2 separate regions of the Oryctolagus cuniculus genome follow, and region 2 is linked to region 1. Evidence: chromatin contacts called from public Micro-C data. All regions are on one chromosome and are shown on one strand. The core of a region is the stretch at or near the end of the contact, and the rest is flanking DNA. Distances in the headings are between cores, read along the strand shown.

The links. A called contact is a pair of places that touch in the nucleus more often than the background predicts.
Region 2: a Micro-C map of ear pinna shows a contact between it and region 1, with 10 times the contacts expected there. The contact joins the enhancer-like site here to the promoter of IRF2BP2 in region 1. A contact is called at or near these places in 6 of 6 Hi-C or Micro-C datasets (ear pinna, embryonic fibroblasts, liver and 3 more).

Annotation. Positions count from the first base shown.
Region 1 is chr13:53,905,533-53,912,071 of mOryCun1.1, reverse strand. IRF2BP2 (interferon regulatory factor 2 binding protein 2) reads left to right here and starts at 3,553. Exons shown (of 2, transcript XM_008268248.3): 1 at 3,553-5,319; 2 at 5,918-6,539. The coding sequence starts at 4,254.
Region 2 is chr13:54,020,238-54,027,104 of mOryCun1.1, reverse strand. No RefSeq gene overlaps it. Among named protein-coding and RNA genes, the nearest start is that of IRF2BP2, 120 kb to the right of the region's middle. Within about 2 kb of position 1,429, at least 8 of the 8 cell types and tissues checked have an H3K27ac peak or open chromatin away from gene starts, as enhancers often do. A contact at or near this core is called in ear pinna, where this site is marked.

The DNA.
Region 1 (6,539 bases), core at 2,304-4,803:
CCGTGAACCCAGCGGTCCCTGGGAACACCACCTCCTGGGCAGCAGCCACAAGCTGCTGGGGGCTTGGGACTGCACCCCCTTCTGCTCCTGTGTCTTAGGGGCAGAGTTCCATCAGGGCTCTCTGGTGGCAACCCTTTCTTTTTACTGCCCTATGGACTGTCAGTACAGGGCTGCAGTGTGCTAACCAGAGCAGCTGGACCAGAGTAAGCCCTGGGGACCCTATTCCCATTTTTAGATGTTAAATGCTCACCTGGTAGAAGCCTGTGTAAATCTCACTGCAGGGAGGTGAGATCTGTTCTACCCCCTGAGCTATCGCTCCCTTTGGTTTGCCTTCTGGGCACTTACTCTCCATACTCCTGCTTTTTTCATGGTGTCCTACTGAAATGCTTTCCTTTTACTCCTAAACTAGGATCTTTATTTAAAAAAAAAAAAAAAAAAAACTACAAAATTGGAGCTAGAAAGGACGACTGCTTTCTCTAGTCTCAGCAGGAGTCCTCCCCCCCACAGAATAGTTCCTTCAGTTCTTAAGACAAATTGCAACATTTCAGTGCTCTGGTTCAAAGCCAACCTCAACCCACTGCTTCACTGACACTTGGCGCAGGATCTGCCTGCCTGTCCACGTATCAGTGTGTAAGAGCTGGCTGCAGACAACCTGGTAACCTTGACTCTGAGTGGCGAAGATGATCGTAATTCTCTTTGGAGAGGACCTGGAGCCTTAAGCAAGAGGGCAGAGTCTACGTGACTAAAACATACCAACTTCCTCTTTCATAAGTCATCACATGATGAACTACAATTACAATTCCTGCCTTGTCTCTGCGAATTGCAGACGCATTGCCTCACCCTAGAAACCCTGCTCCTGTGTGTGGAGGAGGCGGCTGTAACTGCTGCAGCAGCCGCTTTGGATGGGATCCAACTCTAGTCTTCGCCGGGAGGGAGGGAGGGAGGGAGGGCGGTGGGTAGAAGACAAAAACAAAGCTATGTTTACTTAGCATACATCCATAAAGCTGCTTCAGAGCTACAGGAAAGGCCAGGCAGCATGAAAGACTTTTGATACAATATAAGGAATTGCTGCCCCGGATCCAGGTCCAGCCTTAACCCCCTTGATCCCGGATCCTTCAAGGGCAGGCTCAAGCCCAGAAATAAAACCGCCCTTCCACTTTCCAACAGGCGTTGCAGGAGGGAAGTTACCACAACCCAGTTTCAACAGTAAGCTGGCGGGGTGCATTCAAAAGGAAATTCTCTTCCTTTGGAGAGCAGGAGCTCTGTCCTACAAAGGTCCTGACTTCGGAGCTCTCCGGGGATTCTATTCTGGGGTGGAGTGGCAGGCGCTCTCTGGAGGGCATTACAATGAGCAGGGAGCGCTGGCAGGTAAATGAGTATAATTAAGCCACCGTCCTAATGGCAAGTTGTTTCCATTGAATGCATGGGGTTCTCCAAACGCTCACGGAAAACGTGTATTATGACATCTACGCACGAACTTCAAGTTCTTTCACACTCAAACTTATCTTGTAACCCCGTTTTCCCATTGACTTTTTGCGGCTGCCCACTACGTTCCCAGCGGTGCTTCCCGAACCATCTTTTGAGGGCCCTGAGGAGGCTCAGGCCTGCAGCACAAACACCAGGCTTCATCCCCGGTGGGTGGCACAGGGTCGCTAAGCAGCGTGACCAGCAGGAGGTGCTCCATTGCAGCGGCCTCAGCTGCTCCTGGGAGGGATCCCGGCAGGCCCGTCCTCCCCAGCAGGATGGCAAGTGCCAGGTAAGACCTGGAAAGGGACGGGGAGACCCTCGGAGCAGACACGCCTCTGGAAATCCCCGAGGGAAGACAGTCAGGGTTAGCCTCTCCAAACATCTAGACGTGGCAGCATGTTTTCTGCGCCATTTTCAAACAACTTTCCTGTGTTCTAAGCAGCTCCCTCCGTTGTCTATGAGTGCTTTTCCCTCTTCCTTTAATTCTTTGAAAGAACCTGGCATTTTCAACAGCAACAACTAAGGAAACGTCAGCAGGATTTTTTCCCTCCCTCTCCACCTACCAATCCAGTTGTAAGGATGATAATATAATTAGTACCCTGTTCTTCCCACACTTGACCAGCTCACTCCAGTCTCAGGGAGAGATGCGGGCCTGTGCTGCTGCTAGCCAAAGCAGCTCCAGAGACCGCTCTGACAAAGCAGCAACGTCAAAGTCCCAGCCGACAGCGCCCAAGCCCGCGCCTCAGCAGGACCAACGACCAACCCAGAGATTTACCACAACACACACCAGCTCCTCCTCCCGATAAAAGTGGGAACCTCACGCGCTCATTCAATAGGGGCAGTCTGGCTGCCCACGGCGTAAGACAGGCGCGGGCCCGACCGGCAGGGCTTTGGGGCCGCACCCCGTCTTCCCGCCAGGCAGGTCTGCACCCACCACGGTTAGGGCCGGACTGGGTGGCGCAGAGGGCGCAGGGCCGCCCCCTCCCGAGGCCCGCCCTGCGCCACGGCCGCGACCGAGCCAGCCAGCCGGTCGCCCCCAGCGCCCGCGGGGACCCATCGAGGCGAGCAGGCCGCGCGCCCCGACCGCGCCAGCGCCACCCGCCACCTCGAGTCCAAGTTCGGGCCCGGGGGGGCGGGGCCGGAGGCCCCGAGGGCCTGCCGGGGGCGGAGCCTGCGCCGTGACGTGACGCGCCGCGCCTCGCTGGCCGTAGACCCCGGATCCCTGGAATGTGCATTCGTTCAATGAGGCCCCCGTGCCAGCGGCGGCGAGGCACGTTCGCGCGGAGCGTGCGCACTGGCGGCGGCGGGGGCCTGCGGCCCGCAGCCCTGCGCCCACGTCACGCGCTCGCCGCGCGGACCTACATAAGGCGGCCGGGGCGGCGGGCGCGGCCAGGGCTCCGCTCAGAGGGCGGGCCGACGGGAGGTCTTGGTGTTCTCGAGCTCCCGGTCTGGACCGCGCTCCCTTTCCTTACGGAGGGCTCCGTGGAAAGCGCGCGAGCCAGCTGGCGGCATGACGACACCGTGCTGTGCTTGGGAACAGCAGACTCTCCTGAGTTTGTGAAACCTGAAGGGCCTGGCGGCGCGCGTGTCCGTCCTAGGGCAAATGCAAGTGCAAAGCATTCCTGAGCGATTCTGTGCTCACGTGTCCAACATTTGGCTTTCAACTCCTCAAAAACCCAAAACTGTGAAGCACGCCAGACCTAAACTCTCCATCAAGCGTCTGACAGAAACCAAGTTACAAAGTGGCCTTGCCTTTATTATTATTATTATTTATTAGTTTTAGCTCGACTCGACAGAAAGGACAAGCACAGGGAAACCAAATCCCGACTGAGGAGTCTGTAGAGCCGAGGAAACAGGGCAAACATCCCCATGGAGCAGCGTGCTCACGTCAGGGACGCCGGCCGCTCACTGGAGGCGGCGCGGACCCGCGGAGCCGGCTCTCCCGGCCGCGTCCCTGCGCGCGGGGCGGGGGGGGGGGGGCGGCGAGGGAAAGCGCGTGCGCGTGCGCGCGGGAGGGCGGGCGCGCGCGCCAGGGGAGGGGGCCCGCGCAGGCGCCGTGCGAGGCTGTCGAAGAATCAAGTCTGTAGAAGTGGAGCGGCCGCGGCGAGCAGCAGCAGCGACAACCTAGGCGGCGGAGCTGAGGCGGGCTAGGCGCTGACGCGGGCGCTGGAGAGCAGCGACGCCAGGAGCTGTGAGAGAGCGGCAGAGCGACCCGGGGCCCGCGCCGCGCCCGAGCTTCACGCCGCTCGGCCACCGCCGCCGCCTCGGCGCGGCATGCCCCGCCGCTCGGGCTGAGCCTGCTCCGGCGGCCGCCCCCCGGCCCCGGCCCCCGCCCCCCCCGCGTCCTCCCCGCCCCCCGCCCCGCACTCCGTGCCGGCCACCGCCGCCGCCGCGACCTGCTGCGCTTCCCCGCGTCCGCGCGGCCCGTCTTCGCCCCGGTCTGGAGGCCCGCCGCGGCCCCGGCCGAGCCCCCGCCGCGCCGCCCCGCCGCGCCGCCCGCCCGCGCCCGCCACCGCGCCGGCCGGGGGGACCTGCTGCCGCGGCTGCAGCCCCTCGCGCCGCGCCCGCCGCCCCTCGTGCACCGGGGGCGCTGCGCGGGCGCCGAGCCTTCGCGGGCTTTGCCGCCGCCGCCGCCGCCTCTGCGGCCGCCGCCGCCACTGGTGGGGGAGACGCGGGGTTGGGGGGGGAGGAGGGCTCGCGCGGTGCCGGCGGGGGGCGGCGGGGCCCCCTCCTCCTCCTCCACCTCCACCTCCTCCTCCTCCCCCGGCGCCGCGGGCTCCTCGGACATGGCCGCGGCGGTGGCGGTGGCGGCCGCGTCCCGGCGGCAGTCGTGCTACCTGTGTGACCTGCCCCGCATGCCCTGGGCCATGATCTGGGACTTCACCGAGCCCGTGTGCCGCGGCTGCGTCAACTACGAGGGCGCCGACCGCGTCGAGTTCGTCATCGAGACGGCGCGGCAGCTCAAGCGGGCGCACGGCTGCTTCCCGGAGGGCCGCTCCCCGCCCGGCGCCGCGGCCCCGGCCGCCGCCAAGCCGCCGCCGCTCTCGGCCAAGGACATCCTCCTGCAGCAGCAGCAGCAGCAGCAGCTCGGCCACGGCGGCCCCGAGGCGGCCCCTCGCGCAGCGCAGGCCCTGGAGCGCTACCCTCTGGCGGCCGCGGCGGAGCGACCTCCGCGCCTCGGCTCCGACTTCGGCGGCAGCCGCCCGGCTGCGGGCCTGGCCCAGCCTCCGACGCCGCAGCCGCCGCCTGTGAACGGCATCCTGGTGCCCAACGGCTTCTCCAAGCTGGAGGAGCCGCCCGAGCTGAACCGCCAGAGCCCGAACGCGCGACGCGGCCACACCGTGCCGCCCACCCTGGTGCCGCTTATGAACGGCTCCGCCACGCCGCTGCCCGCCGCGCTCGGCCTCAGCGGCCGCGCCGCCGCCTCCCTGGCCGCCGTGTCTGGAGCCGCGGCCGCCGCTGGCCTGGGCTCAGCGCAGCCCGCGGAGCTGGGCGCCCACAAGAGGCCGGCCTCTGTGTCGAGCAGCGCAGCCGTGGACCACGAGCAGCGGGAGGCGGCAGCCAAGGAGAAGCAGCAGCCGCCGCCGCCACCGCCCGCGCACCGGGGCCCGGCCGACAGCTTGTCCACCGCGCCCGGGGCCGCCGAGCTGGGCGCCGAGGGCGCAGGCAAGGGCCGCGGGCCCGGAGAGCAGGACTGGGTCAACAGGCCCAAAACCGTGCGCGACACGCTGCTGGCGCTGCACCAGCACGGCCACTCGGGGCCCTTCGAGAGCAAGTTTAAGAAGGAGCCGGCCCTGACTGCAGGCAGGTTGTTGGGTTTCGAGGCCAACGGGGCCAACGGGTCTAAAGCAGGTAGGGGCGGCTGTGGAGCGAGGGGGCTTAGGGGAGAGGGTCGGAGAGCAGAGGAGGAGGGGTGGTTGCTTCCCATTCATCGTGCTACCCCAGCCCAGAAACAACAAACACCCAACTTCCTGATGTGCCTGAGGCGGAACCAGTGCTTAGTGGCAACGTGTTCATGTGCTGAAGCAGCATAACAGAGATGAGTCAGACGGGGCTGATAGGCACTGACACAGGCTTTTCCTTTCCCAGCACATTCTTGGATGGGAGCATGAGGGCACCAGTCACCTTTTAGCCTGTCGGGGGACTTTTTAACAATCACATGCACGGTTCAGATGGGGTACACGCATGCATGTGTGAAACAGACCCTGTCGTATTCGAGCCTTTTTCTGGGGCTTCCTTGCCTTTTTTTCCATCGGTGTCCTGCCTCAGAGCCCCCTAAGTTTAGATGATTAAGCTGCATGCAGCCACTGGGAACGGGTGTTTTGTCTGTGTGGTTTTCAGAGTAGGAATTCAGTAAGGAGTTTTTTGTTTGGTTTTTAGTAAAAGTGCTTTCCAGTGCAACTTTTATTTATTCCCCCTTTTTTCCTTTTATTTCCTAATTTTTTTCCAGTTGCAAGAACAGCAAGGAAAAGGAAGCCCTCTCCAGAGCCAGAAGGTGAAGTCGGGCCCCCTAAGATCAATGGAGAGGCCCAGCCATGGCTGTCCACGTCCACCGAAGGGCTCAAGATCCCCATGACTCCCACGTCCTCTTTTGTGTCTCCACCACCACCCACTGCCTCACCTCATTCCAACCGGACCACACCGCCTGAAGCGGCACAGAATGGCCAGTCCCCGATGGCAGCCCTAATCTTAGTAGCAGACAATGCAGGGGGCAGTCATGCCTCGAAAGATGCCAACCAGGTTCACTCCACTACCAGGAGGAATAGCAGCAGTCCACCTTCTCCGTCCTCTATGAACCAAAGAAGGCTGGGCCCCAGAGAGGTGGGGGGCCAGGGGGCAGGCAGCACAGGAGGACTGGAGCCAGTGCACCCTGCCAGCCTCCCGGACTCCTCTTTGGCAGCCAGTGCCCCGCTGTGCTGTACCCTCTGCCACGAGCGGCTGGAGGACACCCACTTTGTGCAGTGCCCGTCCGTCCCTTCGCACAAGTTCTGCTTCCCTTGCTCCAGACAAAGCATCAAACAGCAGGGAGCTAGTGGAGAGGTCTATTGTCCCAGTGGGGAAAAATGCCCTCT
Region 2 (6,867 bases), core at 180-2,679, 120 kb before region 1:
GACGGTGGGGAGAAAGCTGGGACTCTGAAAACCATTTAGGAGGTGGGAAAGGCAGGCCCAGACATACTGGCCAGAGGTTGGTTTTGCAGACCACGCCTGGGGAAACGGGAGTCTGTAGGGTTTCAGAGGCTCAGACACCCTCCCTGCGACGCTCGGTCTGCAAAGGAGCCCACCCGACTCAGCGCTGCTCCCAGAGTCTCCCGTGGGCGGTCCCTGTCACAGCGAGTCAGCTCAGAAGCCGGCTGTGGCTTGGCCAGGCCCTGAGATGGACACGAGCTCCCTCCTCACCGCGGGTGGTGCTCTGCTTTGTCTCTGGGTGAGCTCTCCTGGCCTCTGGTTACGGAAAGAGGACAGCAACAACCTCACGGTGCTGCCCCCAACCCAAGCCTCCCTTTCCTGTCCTCCTTCTCAAGAAGTGCAAGTTTGTCTTCTAAGCAGTTCCACCCAGAGACAGGCTTTTATCGTTGCTGTCTGGTCTCCGGCTCCCCCTGCCCCTGGCTTCTGCCTGCCTCCCCGACCCCAAGCGCATGGGACCTGTTCGCATTGGAAGTGGTGCAGCTCTCCATCACGGCTAGGTCCTCCGCGTGGAGGGTCAGCTAAGGTGTCTGGGGGTCCCGGGGAGGCAGGGACGTGCACGGATTGCACGCGGCAGGGGTGGGTGTGGGTAACTACTCTGCTTTGCAGCATGCATCAAAGAGATCAATCCCGGCTGCGCCCCGCTGCGCGTCCCTGTTTGATTTCACTTAGTAAGGAAGCAACTCCTTGCTAAGAATATGTCCCGAGAAAGTAGCGCAGGCCTGTGTGGCAGGCTGGGGGAGCTGGCGGAGGGACTCCGGGGAGCTCTCTGGCCGACTTGCCAACTTTCCCCTCCGCGACCTTGAGCCATTTCCCTCCGAGAGGCAAAGAGGCCCCTTCAGAGGACTGGCCAGGGCCCATGTGAAGCGAACCCCTAGCCAGCGGGTTTGACAGGAAGGTGGCCACAGGCCCTGTGAAAGCAGCCCCTGCCTATGCCTGGCCGTTGTGTGTAACACAAGCGTCCAGGAGACGGCCGAGTCTGCCTGCTGCAGCACTTTCTAGAATCAGAGGAGGCCCTTCTGGGAACTCTGCTGAACGGGAGGGTGAGGAGTATCTGATGTTGCGGTGGGGGAACGCTGACGAAGGAGGCTCCACTTCTGAGTAGTAACCTTTGCCTCGGACCCCCGCCAACCTTCCGCTTGGAGCTGTGCCTCCGTCACGACTTGTCACCTCCCGGGAGATGTTCCACTTTCCAAGCAGGTGAAAAATGAACCCGGTTAAAAATAGGAGACTGGGCTCTTCGCAGAGTCCCCTTGTAAAGAGACACTACAGAGGGTGTCTCCCAATGGGCAAAAGGAAGGCCCCTGCCCCCTGGCTTCCTTCAGCCTCCCTTGGCACCCGGAACCACCGCACGGCCTGGAACCCAAGACCAGCACCCCGCTGTGCTCCGGCAGCAGGCAGAGCCTGGGCAGCTTCACCCTGGCCGCCAGGGGCCACCGTGTCCGTCCCCGTGCCCTTCCGGCCCGTTCTCCTCCCTTTAAGGCGCTATGAACCCGGCTTGCTTTCTGGAGCCTTCTCCAACCGTGGACACGTTCCCAGTGGAAATCATGACATTTTCCGTTTCACATTACGCACTCCACAATGCCTCAGGAAGAAAGAGGGAGAAGGAAAACAAGGCCTGGGAGCCAGCCTCTCGCCGCCGGCGCAGCCAGGGCCGGGCTACGCTGGGCCGCGCTCTGTTGATCCCTGAGCTGGGCAGCTAGCGCATCCGCCCGCCCGCCCGCCCGCCGGCCCCGGCTGCGCAGCCGGGACCCCACGCCCAGGTTAACTGCTCTTCTCTCTGCTCATGTGGCACATCTGGAGAAAGGCGTGCCTCTCTCCACTTTGTTGTGTTTTTTTTTTTTTTTTTTAAACTTTACTTTCGACTGCCATGGTAACGGCTGCATGTTTGGCAAAGGGAAAGAGGAAAAAAAAAAAAAAGCTCAGAGAGAAGAAAAGGAGCTCTCAGCGCGGGGCTGGCGGCCGGCCAGGGTAATCATGCCGCAGAGCTGAAATGAGGCCTCTGGCCGGCAGCCAAGTTACAAAGAACAAAGCTGTCAGTTCCCAATGTTGGCGGCAAAGCTTGTTTGGCACCCTTATATGGTTTCCCAGAACTCCCTGCCTTGGCCGCCGTCCATTCCCTTCAGGGCAGCAAACAGGATTAGCACAGCTCCCAGTTGTTTTTCTTCTCTCTCCTCCGACTGTTCCAATGACATCATCCTGCTGCATTCAGTTGCCAGCAGGGTGGGTTTCTCTCTCCTTCCCTCCCTCCATGTCCTCTCTCTCTCTCTCCTTCACACACACACACACACACACACACACACACCTCCACACCCACTCACTTCCTGTAGCCGCCCCCTCGACTCTGACTTTCTTTAAATGCAATGTTTTAGGTCATTCTTCTCGTCCAGCTTCTCCACAAAATTAAAAACACCCCGGTGCTTGCACATTTAGCTGAATCAAGCCAGACGCTGTATTTTATTTTTATAACTGAATTCCTGTGAGATAAAAATCTCATTTTCCTTCGGAGGCGGTAATCAGCACTCGTAGGGATGTGGTTTCCAACTGCCCCATCTCGTGCTTCCTTATGAAGCTCCGCTGAGAAATGAACTTGGCTCCCGTTCAGGTTTAAAGGGCCCGCGGCCTCTCTCTCTCTCTCTCTCACACACACACACACACACACACACACACACACGTCACATAGGATATGCACACAGAGACCATTATCCATGCACCCACACGGGTACACACCCAGGCCACATAGCATATGCACAGTCTATTGTCTGTGCACGCATGCCCTTAACCAGGGACATGCCCACAGCTGCAAACACAAAAGGCATAAAGATACCCACTGCGACACACAGACACACAATCAGGACGCAGTGCCACTCTGTCCCTTTCCAGAAGGGAAAGAGGTGAATAAGGAGAAGCCAAAAGCTGCTTCCGAAAAGACTGGTTTAAACTAGCAGGCAGGCGAGTGTTATGCAACTCATGGCTGGGTTCATGAAAGGAATCGAGGTTTGCCGACTGCACAAATGTTCCCCCGCCCCCGCTCCAAGCCCCCCCCCCCCCACTCTGATTCATGAACTAGTTTTCAGATTCATGAATCACTCGGGAGCCAGCAAGAGAAAAATGAGTAGTATTGATCTCATTTCAATTGAAATGGGCTCATTAGGGCCACAGTGGCCGGGGGCAGCTTCCACCATCGCCAGCATCTGGGGGTCTGGCGGCAGGTGCTCCACCTGCAGGTGGGGTGGCAATCCTTATGCGAAGCCTCTCTCTGCAGAGGGTGCCCTTCTGCTTATTGAATGGGCACCATCCACTCTCCTGGGACAAGAACACTGTCCTCATTGGCTGCTTCAGCTGTCCTCTTAGCATTCTCCATTCGCTTGTTTATTTTTCACTTCTCATGGAGTCTTTCAAGGGACATCTTGGTACAAATGCTTATTGGATTTCCGATGGCGTCTCAAGGACTTATGTGAAGGAGAAATGCACCTTCGGAGTCAACTAGGATGTCTTGGCGTTGGTTTAAGGCAAGCAGGTGACTGTTCATTTTTCTTACTCTTTGCAGCCTCTTCAACCAAGGCCAGGGGTGTGGAAGATGCAAACCCCCTAGATTTGGGGGAATCTGATTTACATAAAGTAGGGTTATCTGGGGCCGGCACTGTGGCACAGTAGGTTAATTCTCCACCTGCAGCACCAGCATCCCATATAGGCCCTGGTTCTAGTCCTGGCTGTTCCTCCTCTGATCCAGCTCTCTGCTATGGCCTGGGAAAGCAGTGGAAGATGTCCTAAGTCCTTGGGCTCCTGCACCCATGTGGAGGACCTGGAGGAAGCTCCTGGCTCCTGGCTTTGGTTCGGCACAGCTCAGGCTGTTGCCACCACCTAGGGAGTGAACCAGCAGATGGAATATCTTTCTCTCTGTCTCTCCCTCTCACTCTCTGTAACTCCATCTCCCAAGTAAAGAAATAAAATCTTTAAAAAAAAATAAAAATAAAGTAGGATTACCTGCCAGCTGGATGATTGCCTTCATACAGACAGATAGGATTCTGGGAGTTTCTGAAGCCATTCTTTTCCTTCCCCCTTTTACAGGTCATCAAGGAAGCAGAAACTGTGCCCAGGGCCAGAGGCATGGTGGAGAGAGCAGCCTTAGGTCCCTGGGCAGGTTTAGGGGCTGCCCACTAAGACTCTTCTCTCTCCAGCTGCCCTTCTCTCCCCCCAGGCCATCCCACCGCAGACCTGTGAGTCAGATTCATCCTCTGGGCCTTCTCCTAACACCCTCAGGGCTCTCACGTGTAAGGGGAGCATCCTGGGCCGCCAGCCTTGATCTGCAGCTCCATAGTGGGTTTTGTGTGATTCCTCCTTCCAGTGTCCCCTTCCACCCTCACTCTCACCCTCCCAGACCTAATGGACTGGACACATGCTTTTCAGAAAACCCACAAGCGTTGGCAAGCAGCATCAGAAAAGAATTCCATCCTAATCTACATAATTTTGGATCCAAGAGTTTAGAAATGAGATTCTTATCCATTTGCTTCAGATACACCGCCGCGCCGTTAGATGCGTTTCACTTGGCAGGGATCTCGTGGTGTGACCGCCCTCCCTTTTACTCCTGCAGTACCCAGAGAAACCCAGAGCAGCGTAAAGAAGAAAGATGTGTGTGTGTGTGTGTGTGTGTGTGCGTGTGTGTGAATTTCAATTGGCGATTGGTTCAGAGGTGCGGAGAGCTGTTTTGCCTTCCATGAGGTCTTTGTGAAGGTGCCGTTCACCTCTGAGCGGCCCAAGCATTATTGGGTTGAATCTGCTGTCAACCTGAGCTCTGGGCCCCGGGGGTCTCCAAACCGCTCCCACAAATTTGTTGCTGGCCTGAGAACAAGTGGGGAGAACGGGTTGGCTCGCGTTTTGCATGAACTCTTTCTGAGTTTTGTCCGCTGCAGCCTCCCATTGTGTGAGCAGCCCGAATGGCTAGGAGAGCTTTATGTAACACCCACCCACCCACCGGGCCCGGCTCCTCGGAGCTGCAAGTGTTGTTTCCAGAGTTCCCCACAGACCTGGCAGCACATCAAACCTCTGTTTCATAACAGACTAGAAATAGGATTTTCTAATAACATTCCGAGGACTGGACTTATCACGCAGGGATCTGAACTTTTATGAATTGTTAATGGTTAACTAAACAAAGACCCCCGCGACGCCCAATCTGCCATCTATCTCCGGGGTCAGGATGGGAAGGGAAGTCGGAAGAATGTGGTTTCTACATCCCTGATCTGTTGGGTAGTGACCCAAGGCCCTTTTCAAAGAATTTGCTAAATAATCTGAAACATATTGAGGATCTTACTCATGCTTTTAAAAAAAGAAAAGGGAAAAACTACCTTCCTCCTGTGTCCTCCTTCATTCATAGAGAATGCGGTTTCCTTTTCTTTGGTTGTCAGCCATGCTGACAGTTACAGGGTTAACCCTTGGCTTTCCACTGGGAGAAGGCAGCTTTGCACAGGACACACGTCGCTTTGAGGGACCCAAGGGTCCTGGTGCAACAGACAGGCCACACTGCAGAAGCACTGGGTTGGTGGGACAATCACAGGGAGAAGGGAGCATTGGGTTGCCTCCTCTTCCTCCCTCATACCCACATGCCCCTCCCAGCCGTCCACCCTGCCTCATCCAGTCCTCATTTAGATTATGACAGGCTTGGAAGTTCCCTCCAAAAGGCCATTTGCAGCCTTTTTAGGTGTCGCTTGGGAAACTTCTTCCTGGGGTTCCAATCGCAAGTCCTTTTGTTCCATTTTGTCACATTGTCCCTGTTGGCATGGCCGTGGTTTCCTTCCCAGTTCTGCTTGGCCCGTGGTTATGGGGCCCCTCTATGGGCAGTTGGCACTGCTTCAGAACCAAAGAAGCCTTTGCCTCTCACCATCAAGGCGGGAGAGCACCAGCAAAGAAAGCCACAGCGTGTCTGTTGAGGGCGAGGACTCGGTGTGGGCAAGCGTTGCCTTGGGGAGAACCCACGTTGACCGCATCCCAGCCATCGCAAGCTGCCTTCACCACTCCCACCTGCCCTGAGCGTGTTCTCTGGGCTCACCTGAGCAACCCAGGAGGCACCTCAGCTCCCTGACCAGGACCTGAGCTCCAGCCCAGCCAGACCTGTGCCGCCCCTGCTCTTAATTGCACAGCATCCTTGATTCAAACCAAATTATCATCCTTCTCTCCCCACTCTCCTCAAAAGATTCTGCTTTGCAAATCACTTAAACCTTCTTGCATTGGCATATCAGCCCTCAGCTGTACCAACTAGAGCTTTCTAGGACAAATCTCGCTTGGTTATTTCTTCCACAGCCGTCCACAGAATTTCTCCGCTCTCACTGACATTTGCAATATCTTCCCATTTTGTTTCATCTACCTGCTGTTTATCCTTTCCTCTGGGTCACTGGTAAAAGAGGTCAAGAAAGTCTCCTCTCCCACCATGGCTATCCTCTGCACCCTGCTGGGTCCTGGGAAGAAGTCCCAAGTACCCCAACCCACGAACCAGCCTCTGTGTGCAATGGCTCCCAAGAAAACACAGGCAGAGTGGGCTTCGCTCTCCAGGCTGAGATTTAATAGCCTTGAGATCCATTTAGTGTCTGGACACCTGGTTGCTATGGAGATGGTTGTCATAAAAACACACCGATCTGCAGAGAGATATAAACCTGATCCTGGCGGTACACGATCGGACACATTAGCTCTGAGAAATGATGCGCTGCTTATCGCTCCCCTCTGTTGACACAGTGCCTCTGCCTCTCCAATCCCACCTGGGTGACCTTCTCAGAACCAGGCCAACGCCAGTCCATTTTC